2 separate regions of the Xenopus laevis genome follow, and region 2 is linked to region 1. Evidence: chromatin contacts called from public Hi-C data. All regions are on one chromosome and are shown on one strand. Each heading gives the region's core, a stretch centred on a gene start, on an enhancer-like site or on the middle of the called end of the contact. The rest is flanking DNA. Distances are from core to core; before and after follow the strand shown.

Evidence for each region. Hi-C and Micro-C count contacts between places; a contact is called where the count stands out from the background.
Region 2: a contact with region 1 is called in a Hi-C map of the XTC cell line, with 2.3 times the contacts expected there. The contact joins two enhancer-like sites. A contact is called at or near these places in 2 of 4 Hi-C or Micro-C datasets (the XTC cell line and animal cap).

The regions. Positions count from the first base shown.
Region 1 is chr5S:43,517,807-43,522,923 of Xenopus_laevis_v10.1, reverse strand. The region is part of intron 4 of arid1b.S (AT-rich interactive domain-containing protein 1B); the gene reads right to left. Among protein-coding and RNA genes, the nearest start is that of arid1b.S, 120 kb to the right of the region's middle. Within about 2 kb of position 3,508, at least 2 of the 7 cell types and tissues checked have an H3K27ac peak or open chromatin away from gene starts, as enhancers often do.
Region 2 is chr5S:43,601,479-43,606,772 of Xenopus_laevis_v10.1, reverse strand. It overlaps arid1b.S (AT-rich interactive domain-containing protein 1B), which reads right to left. Exons shown (of 22, transcript XM_041564452.1): 11 at 3,470-3,579; 12 at 2,632-2,790. Among protein-coding and RNA genes, the nearest start is that of tmem242.S, 79 kb to the left of the region's middle. Within about 2 kb of position 2,727, at least 1 of the 7 cell types and tissues checked has an H3K27ac peak or open chromatin away from gene starts, as enhancers often do.

The sequences.
Region 1 (5,117 bases), core at 2,259-4,758:
GTGAGATCCATTTGTCCCTCCAAAGAAGCGAGTAAGAGAGACAGAGACCCTGTGTTCCAAAGTATATGCCTCCTTCAGTGGCTATGCACCCACCCCCCAAGTATATATATAATGCAAGAGCATATGTTCCAAGGCCCAGTTCTTCCCAAATTACTTACAAGTATGTATGAATGAGTAAGAGAGGTGTACATACATTATGCTATGGTCAGTACTAATTTGATACTATATCAATGAATTCTACACACACAATGCACTGATGCGGTCATTGTCCTGTCAACATTTTTAAACCTGTTTGATTGATATCTGCCTGATTTTCACCCAGATATCGGCCAGGTAGGCCTGCTGGAGTTCCCCATACACAGGCATATAAGCTGCTGTATACTACAATTAACAACTAATAACAACATCTTTACCCTTGACTGTTTGCTTCATAGCTGGGGAATAACAGCATTAAAGTTGCTGAGTTATACCATTTAACTTTACAGATTCCATTTTTTTTATCTTTTTCTAAGATCCAGTAGTTGGAAAACTACTTAGTTGTTCATAAGGGCTCTGCTACCAATTAGCAATTACATTTCAACAGATAGAAAACAAAAGCAAATAAATGATTGGTTGTTATGAGCAACATCACCGACAATGTCTCACTCCACTTTTTACACAGCATGATAAATAGTCCCCAAAATCTTTTCTGTAAACTGGGCTGGCATTACACTTCTAGAATCTCACTCGCCACAAAGTCTCTACAATTATGTTCTCTGTTTGTTAGCCCTATGGCATACAGTGTTCAAAATGCTCCAGTCACCAGCAACTGCTTCGCTACACTCCACAACACTTCGCCAGGCTCAAATTCGTTACCACTATTCTAAATCACTAAATAGTGAAGTTGCGTCTCAGCAGCCGAACACGGGCACATTTTTGCTAGCGTTACTTTCGCTGGGCAAGCATTTAATAGTGAATTTGCGCTAGCGTTCATTTCTGCCTAGCAAAACTTTGCTAGCACTCTTATGCTTAGGTTATTTTGAATAGGATGGGTACCTAAAAGTGGTATGGTTGTCTTTATTAGTAATGTTGGTGCAAATGCTTGAAGTGGCCACTTTTTCAAACACCTGTCCAATGAGCCATAATAAAGACAGAAGAGATGCTCTAATGCCCTACATATGAGCCCATATGGCATGCCCCCCAAATTAGTTTTAAAAAATTGACTACACATAAATCTAAAAATAGTTTGGACTTGTGAAGGCACTGACATTTTAGCAGTTTACCTGGTTTGAGGTGGCGAAGTAAACTTTGGTAAAATTTGCATTGTAGTGAATTTGTGGAGTAACGACCGTTTGCCAGAGCAAAAAGTTGCCTGGCGATTGGGTGCAAACGAATCCTAGCGACGGTCTCATTTGCTAGCGAATTGTCCTCTACGCCTGTTAGCGAGATTTGGAGATGTCCCTGAGGATGGGATTTCTGTTAAATTGTCACTAGCGTCGGCTACTTCACCCTTTAGTGAATCTGCATCTATGTGTATAAAAGCACATATAGAAGTGACATTAAGTTGAGAAGAAGTCCAACTGTTACCACTCCATGTTGTCAGGATCAGCCTGGGACTCAAACCCTTGATTTTGAGGTTCTGGACAGTGGACACTGGCTGCATTTGCCTCATCAGCCACTGGGGGCTCTTGGGGCTGATCTGCCTGTTCACAGTATGTTTTCCACCCACCTCATTTACCCTCATGTGTCTCCCATTCCTTATCACCTTCCCTTTATAAACCCCGCCTTTGAGCTTTGCTCAGGGCTGAGTCATTGAATGTAATTTGTTTGTTCCTGACCTGTTACCTGAATCTTGTTCCTGAATCTTGTTTCTGAATCTTGCACCTGAATCTTGCTCCTGAATCTTGCTCCTGAATCCTGTTACCTGAATCCTGTTACCTGAATCCTGTTACCTGAATCCTGTTACCTGGAAACCTTGTCTTTGTATACCTTGTACTTGTTCCTGAGTGAGTACCTTTTGTTCATGTGTTCCCCATTTTTTCCTCACCTTGTGGCTACCCTGATTAGCCTTTTTGCCTGTTCCTGCCTTTTTGTTTTCGGTGTTCTGGCTGACATTAAATCTACTATTTACTTTCATTATGTCTTTGCCTCCAATCACCTATGGCTACACCCCTGGGCTTCCACCTTATCCACTCACCATGGAGTGGCTATCCTCGGTTACAGTGGTTCCCTGTTGTAACACATGTACTTCACATACTGTGTTTCTTATTAAACAGCATTATCAAGGGTAACAGGGGCAGTTTGCGCTATTACTGTTTTCCGTTGGAGCCAAGTGGCAGTCAAAATGCTTTTGTGCCACAAGCCTTATAAACAACTGAGAGTGATAAACACACCACCATGTCATTGTTTATTGTAAGGGTGCCTATATATTTTTAATTTATATAATGAATGCTATTCATGCTGTTATTTCAAAAGAGCGACTTTTTACTTTTTAAAAGTTAAAGATTATAAAATAACCACACTATTGTGATACTGTCAGACTTTAAAATCCAACTATAAACAGAAATAAATTGGATCCATTACAACAACACAATTTCCAGCCCCTGTTACATTATATACTCCTAGCTTACACTTGTCCCAGGAATAAACACACAGGTTTATACTTCCTTTTGCCTAGTGCATAGAGCTCTGCAGTGCCTGTACAGTAGGAACAAAACCATGCTTGGAATACACTGCCACCTAATGTTCTATCACAATGGCACATGCAGAAAGGGAAAACATGGAAAGCTTAACTCTTTTGCTAACCTAATTCATCTATGTGCTTCTGGTATACCGTACTACAACAACAAATACTTTTTTTTTTTCAAGTTTAGACATGAGTTCATTATAAAGGTAAAATTTACCTAAAAAATAAAATACATTTTGCATTATAAAAGAAAATGTAATTCTAAGCAAATTTGGAATATACATTGAAAAAAGTAATTGGTTACAAAAGTGTTTGAAAATGTTATTGAAAGAATTATCTGTCTACCTATATTCACAAATCTGTCAACCAAACCACTCAAGTCATTGTGGGAGCTGGAGTCTTGGGCTAGAGGAGGGCTGGCTTATGCTATAATTATTATTTTATCTGTCATCATGCAAAACCATATTTTATTGCCATTATTTGGTGGAGTTGCCCTTTAATGAAGAGCCTGTTTCTGCCCGAGATGGGATACTTGCAAGTTTGGAAAACAAACGCAACAACCCAGCAGATTAGAACTGTGTTACTTACTGTCTTGATTTCCTTATGGTAGTTTTTCATTTTAAAAAAAACTAGACATAAAATACCAAAACAATGTGTCAGATGCACGAGGGAGCTACATGAAAAGCAAAATACAAAAGTCCTGTGCAGTTAGGTATGAAACAAATGGGACAAGGTGTGTGCTGTGGAAGTGGCATCATGCTCCCACAGCTACTCTGGAGCCTAGAAACCAACCAGTAACAGGCAGCCTCCTTCCCACCATCCCCCACACAGCCAGAGCTGCCAGACCTAGTTTTGTCTGCTTCAGCAGTACATGTTCCTGCCTTCTTAGCTTCCTCTCTCCCTGCTGCACCTCCTTAACAACACCCCCCTCCTTCTACTTCTCTCTCATCCTCTTTCAGATTTCCACCCCTTTCCCTTCGCTCTCATCTCCTCATTTTTAATTATATAAAGCAAGTTACAACTCATGCAGTTATGGGCATGGAGAAGAGAGGGAGTAACATCTAAAAAGAAACACAAATCCCATAATATAATTTTCTTGTGCACAGCATCTGTGAGCAACCAATGAAGAAAAACGAAGCTGCACAACACTATAACCTAAAATGCTGGTGGCACAGTAATAAAGGCAAGACGGTGTGAAATGACTATGATATTCAGTGACATTCAAACATTTACATGATGTGGCAAGAAGACACACATGTATAGAAAGTTATTGTCTGTGTTGGTTTAAGGTAGTGTCAAAACTGATGCAGTTTTCCACAGCACACAATATGGGAGATGGGGGGAATCATGCAGGAGAGCTACTGTATATGGTGAAGAGCATGGTGGAACTGAGCTCCAGGCTGCCATTTGCATTGACCTCTTCATCTGAGCAGAGGGTTTATGCCCTCAGCACTGTCTCATTCTGAGCATTTTTATGAATTTTACAAAGGCACATCTGTGCATGTTGGAGGGCCGGCTTGACGTGTTTTCTGCTCAGGCAGCAGCTGCGGTTTCTGAGGAAACTGGGCTGATTTTTTCCCCCCTCCACCCCCAACTCTCAGTCAGGCTGAGAGATTTTTTGTTCCCCTGACAGTTGACTTGCGGGGGAAGGAAAAAAATAAAAGTGACATGAGGCTGGGGGGAGGAATAAAGAATAAAAAATGAAGGAAAAAAAGGTGAAAGAACACTCCGCAAAGCACTTAAATCATTTTGAAGAAAATCTTTCTTGTTACTTTCTATGATTATAAAAGGGACTAGACTCCTCTGCACGCCTCCATTTCTTTCCTAGGGATGAAAGCAGCAACCCAAAAACATACAGAGATATAAATATTCATCTTAGCCCACCATTTTGTGCTTGCCATAAAAACAGTGGGGTATAACAATGAATAGCGGCAATTGTGTTTAGAGAATAAAGATTATCAGTAAATGGCTTGTCAGAGTCTATTACTGTTATTATGATTGTGTTATTACCAATGATATCTGTATGCAGGGGGTTGTTTTCACCCAGAGTCTCTGTCTTTCACATGGCTTTTTTTCCCATTGCAGCCTCCTCTCCTAAACAGTCCTTGGCAACCAATAAAAATAGATAAGTTGTCACGCTGGTGAATGATTAACTCTGAAGCTGACATGCAGGCCAGCATGGAAAGAAGAGAAAGGGGGAGGAGAGAGAAACATTTACAGGCACACAGAGAGCGAACACAGGAAAATGGGGCCCTTCTAGGGATGCTCCAGCTGTACGAAATTCAACAATGTTAAACCTTTGCTGTATCGGGTCTAAAAAAACAAGATATGTCAATCTTGGCAAAAAAAATAAGATGAATAAAATTTCCCTGAGCATATGCTGAAATAAGAAATCATCGACAGCTCCAAATTACGGAAGGGCCATCTCGTAGACTCCATTTTATCCAAATAA
Region 2 (5,294 bases), core at 1,478-3,977, 85 kb before region 1:
ATTTTGTTTTTCCTTGTTGGAACATAGAATATTAGAAAAACGAATGCTGAGAAAGTCTCACATCATGAATTGAAGCTGAGTGGGGATCAGTCTGAAAATGTGAAAGCAGTCATTTTTGGGCCAATCCCTGTTCAGCTTCACTTTGTGCAGCGGAGTCGAGGCAGAATTTGTACTTGTCAATGCAGTTTTACTGAGGTGTATAAGGGAGCAGATCTGCTTCTCTCAGCCTAAAAAAAATTCAGGCTGGAGAGCAGTGTAGCCAATGCTCCTTGTGCCCTCAGCCTAAAGCAGAATGAACTTCTGTGGAGAAAGATGGACATATGTTTTCTAAAAAAGATAATGCAGCAGTATTGCTCTCTTTTGTAAAATGATTACAATCGCACCAAATTATTTATTAGAACTGTAAAAGAAAGACATTAGAAAATGCATTTCAGATTGCCAAACATGGCTAAGGTAGAACAAGAGCCCAGAGAAAGGTAGATTTCTCTTCTTATCATGTAAGAAGTGGATAGTGTGAGCGGATACTCCCAGCTAGTAGGTGAGGTCAGAGAGGATACTGAGAGTAAGTAGGAGAGGGTGGTGCATTGCTACAGGCATGTGCAGCACAAGTGTGGCAAAGGTGGAAGGTTGTGTGGCTAGCTCCCACTTGTTACCAACGTAGATAGCCAGGAATTTCTCTGGGGAACAAACGGAAGGGTGGGGGCAAGTGAACTAATAGGACTTACACATAGCTATCATTAGCATGTACATATGTAGTTTCTTAATCTAATAAAAAAGGTGCATAACCACCATCCAAGTTATGTGGTTTTTAAATATGTGTGTTTTTAGGACTATGGCCAGCACTGTTGTGGAAGTGACAATGCAGTCATTGTGTCAAATGGTAAAGCACATGGATAATTTTTCATTAACAAAATTGATAATAAAGGTTACTTTTTAAACGGTCAGAGCAATATAGTGAAATAGATCCGACATCTGAATTGGTTTGCTGGAAGCAATGGCTGAGCACATCTCAAAGGTGTGTTATGTTCTGTTTTTGCTTAATTTCACTTACGAGTATAAGTGCAGCACCCTAACAATCATGTGAGCTGTCCAAAACAGCAGGCTCCATCATAACAGCATAGGAAAGATAGTGGCCCATTGCAACTCTGGACCAATCACAAATTATAAGAATATACCAGTGCCAGAAACCAGAGCAGGCAAAATATATCTGCTGACTCAGGTTAGGGGTTGAGGGCTGATGGTCATAATGTATGGGGGTAAAACATTGCCTTTCTTTGTCCTTTAATTCATTCCTCTGAAATTATTAATGCCACTGAAATAGTTTTATAATCTCCACATTATATCCATGCAGCAGGGTCAATCAAGTTGTTATGTGCCATTCTTCTCTGTGTTACATGGTCCTAACATAATTATCTTTTAAATTAATGAGCTGGCTTCTATTGTGACCCTGTGTAAATGTCTCCAATCGCATTGCAGTTTACACCTGTGAAAGAGAAAAGGCCAAGAACCTAGCAGCAAGGAGGAAAACAGCTCTGAAAGGAGTGCCTGCTTGTCTGTCCTGTATCTGCAGTGACGAAAAAGTAAGTAAATTGGGTTGCTGCTTAATGCCAGAGGAGTTGAAATATTTAGGAGCAGATTTATCAAAGGTCAATTTCAAATTTATGTGAATTCGAATGTACTCAAAACTTGAATGTCTATAATTCAAACTAATGTTACTGACCCCGAAAACTCGAATCTAATTCAAATGAAACGCGATTCAAGTTTTAGGTCGCCAATATTCTAACCGTTTACATGGTCGATGTGTGATAAATCTCACATTCAAATTTACATTTGAGTTGGTGCTTTTAAATTTGGATTTGAAATTTTTGAAAATTCAAATTCCAATTTACCATTCGAACCTTAATAAATCTGCCCCTAAATGTTGGCAATCACTGTGTTAAAAGCACTCCAAAAATATATGCCTTTCATAACCTGTTTTGGATGAGATGAAGTAAAGGGGCATATACGTTTATAGACATACTGACACCAGAAAATAACCTTTTTAATATCTATTATAACATTATCTTTGAATGCTATTTATAATTTTGCCATAAAACTATTTGCCTGATGCTTTTACATTACCTTTCTTACCCCCATGTTCCTCTATGAGGGGGCGGCCATATTTGTGCAGCAGTAGTCAGTTTGCATTAGAAACTCTAACTGGGGCAGTCAGGTTAAACCTATATGTAACTTTTAATGTAGAATAATACTTTGAAAAGAACATTTTTAGTGTCAGTATCACTTTGAGGAAGGATTTATAACTGGACTGTTTGAAATCTACCAAAAGTTGTTATCTGGTCAACATAAATAATTTTAAAGATTGATAGTAGTGTCTTGACATCAGGTTTTCTATTGGGCTCATTGTGACCTAGATATCAGTTTATGTAGATCAATAAAACATATGCAACATAGTAATCTGCAGGTCTAATCTAAACTACAGGTCAGAGTGCAACAAGTAATGTAAATTGAAATTAAAGAAAAACAACATAAAACAATAACAGAACAGATAACTACTGTAAAGCCGACAACATGCAAACAATAATTAAAATCTATTTGAAGTAAATATTGAATAAACATAACATGGCCACTTACAGGGCTTGATGGAGTCTTTGACCAGCCTGGGCTGCTAATGCTATCACTTTCATCTCCATGAAAGGAGGAGATGCTAGCAGAGCTTGGGGACAATGGGGAAGGGACTGTCAGGAGACCTGGGGTTGGGGGCTGAGAATTACCCTGTGAACTGTAGCTATCCTGCAGTAGAAGAATACAAAACAAAATGTGACAAGAATAGGGCAAATTTTACTGAAATGTAATATAATCAAGTGGCAGTGCAGTATAGTTGCATGTATGGAGAAACAGGAAAAAAGACAAGCATATAAAATGCATCAAATCAAAATTGTTAATTTAATTGTTAGATATTAGTGCATTTTGGCAAGACTGCCATTTGCTTGGTAAAAGGTAATAAGCCACCATGTTTATTTTAAGCAAACATGAAATGCTTAAGCATGGACTGCACCCTAATGAAACAAAAACAAGTAAAGCCACTCGCCTTATGCCTCATATAAGACGCAAAGCAAAATACTAAGTATGCCTTTGATGGAGGTGCTGTATAGACGGCCAACAACAGAAGCTTGAACTGAAGGCAAGAAGGGGAAAATGGCTGCAGATTGAAAACCAGGCACAAAGGTCTTTTCCCAACCCCAAACTGGATATCCCCAAGCTCAAATATTTATACTGTATTATCTAAAGTTAAATGCATTTAAGCTAGTAAAGTTTAGGTTTATAAAGTATAAACATGTATAGACCCGCAACACAAATGAATGAAAAATGCATGCAGGAAACAAACAAAAGAAGGCTGGCTAGAATCAAACAATGGAAGACAATATGGCTGACACTGCTTGGCCATAACACCACATGCAGTTAGAAATACCTTTGACTTAGCTTCAGGTGGAGCAGGAGAATGTTCTTTACCATCTAGTTTGAGGGATGATACCATCTTTGATTCTCCGGTATTTATCATTTCTACAAGACCAAGATGACCTAATAAAAATAATTAAAAAATAATGATGATAATGTTTCAGTGGTCAAATTCGGAAGGACATGGACATACACTCTTCAATTTTGTGTGATTCAATTGAGAGCCTTTAGGTGCATAAAAATAACCCTGTACTTGCAGCCTTGTCATCTTTCACAAAGGATTAGGGGGTTTGGCCGAATAACAAAATAGTAAATTTGGTGCCTCGCAAATTATAATTGCATAAAAAATATATAGACTATCCAATATGAACAGATAATTGTTATACCTACAGAGCAGAAGCTTTTGAGCTTTTTACAGATCATGGGGAAAAAAACGCATCCAAGGAAGCCAAATAGGAAAATAATTGAACATTACTACACAGATTGCCTCCTATAAAGTAATACAGAACATATCCATTTATTTCTTTGTTTTTAAAAATAATTAGTTTTAATTACAGCAATGAGAGCATGTGCAGGACTCATGTGAATAAGCTGGCAAGCAGCACGGTGCTAATTTGTTAATATCGGTAGCATCGCTGCAGGTTCAGAAGAGGCTCTGCCTGCCAAATTACAAGCTATACACAATTGTGCCATGTACATTTACAATTATTTGCTGTTCAATGGGTAGGAAAACAATTCTTTATCTTATTTACATCTACTAAGCCATTCTTATGTACATTCTAATGTCTGGTGACTACAATGATATACATGATAATACACTCATATACAATTAAGATTACAATTAAACCGTTTAACCTGTTACTAATATTAATAGGAATAATAACAGATTTATGGTAAGTATATTATCATTTTAAAGGAGACATAAAGAATAAATGAAAAAACCCTTATTTTGTAGGCAATTATAAGTAATATATGGTGTTGCTTTTACATGGTGCTAAAAATGTATATTATCTTCAAAAATAGCCCCTTTATTGGAGCTCCCTATAGATGTTCACTGGTACCTGTTCCTGTTTCAAATGAGGGGTGGGCATGTCCTAATGGTTCCTGCCAGAAGCACAGTTGGAGGGGGACAGCCAATCACAGCCCTGCAGTCACGCAAGCAAAGACAGGCTTCAGTTCCCTATCAGGTCTGCGTAGCTGCTGATTGGTTCCTGTCCTGCAGTGCAGTGAGCTGAAAGTCGCAGGGTTACCATGCTGGTCCCTAACACAGTTTTAGTAGCTATGTTTTTCCTTTGTTCTGAGCTGGGGTAGTACGTGTATGGGACCTGCTATTAATAATGCTCAGAATCTGTGGTTTTCTGGATAAGGGATCTTTCTGTAATTTAGCTCACCATACCTTTAATCTAGTAAGAAATCATTTAAACAAAAATTAAACCCAACAGGATTGCTTTGCATTCAGTTATGATTAATTATAGCTTATCTTAGAGGAAAAGGGAAATTATCATAGAGGAAAAGGGAAATCATATTTAAAAATCTAAATCATTTGATTAAAATGGACACTATGGGAGATGGCCTTGCCATAATTCAAATCTTTCTGAATAACGGATCCAATACCTGTATGAGTTTCCAATCGGTTGAAGATATTTTAGCCAACCACAGCCTTACATAATAATTGTAATTCAAGTCTGTATAATAAATGGCTGATAAAAACAGCAAGGTATGAAACAATTGTACAGGTAAGGGATCCTTTAGCCGGAAACCCATTATCCAGAAAGCTCCGAATTACGGAATCCCCCATAGATTCCATTTTATACAAATCTTTAAAAATTATTTCCCTT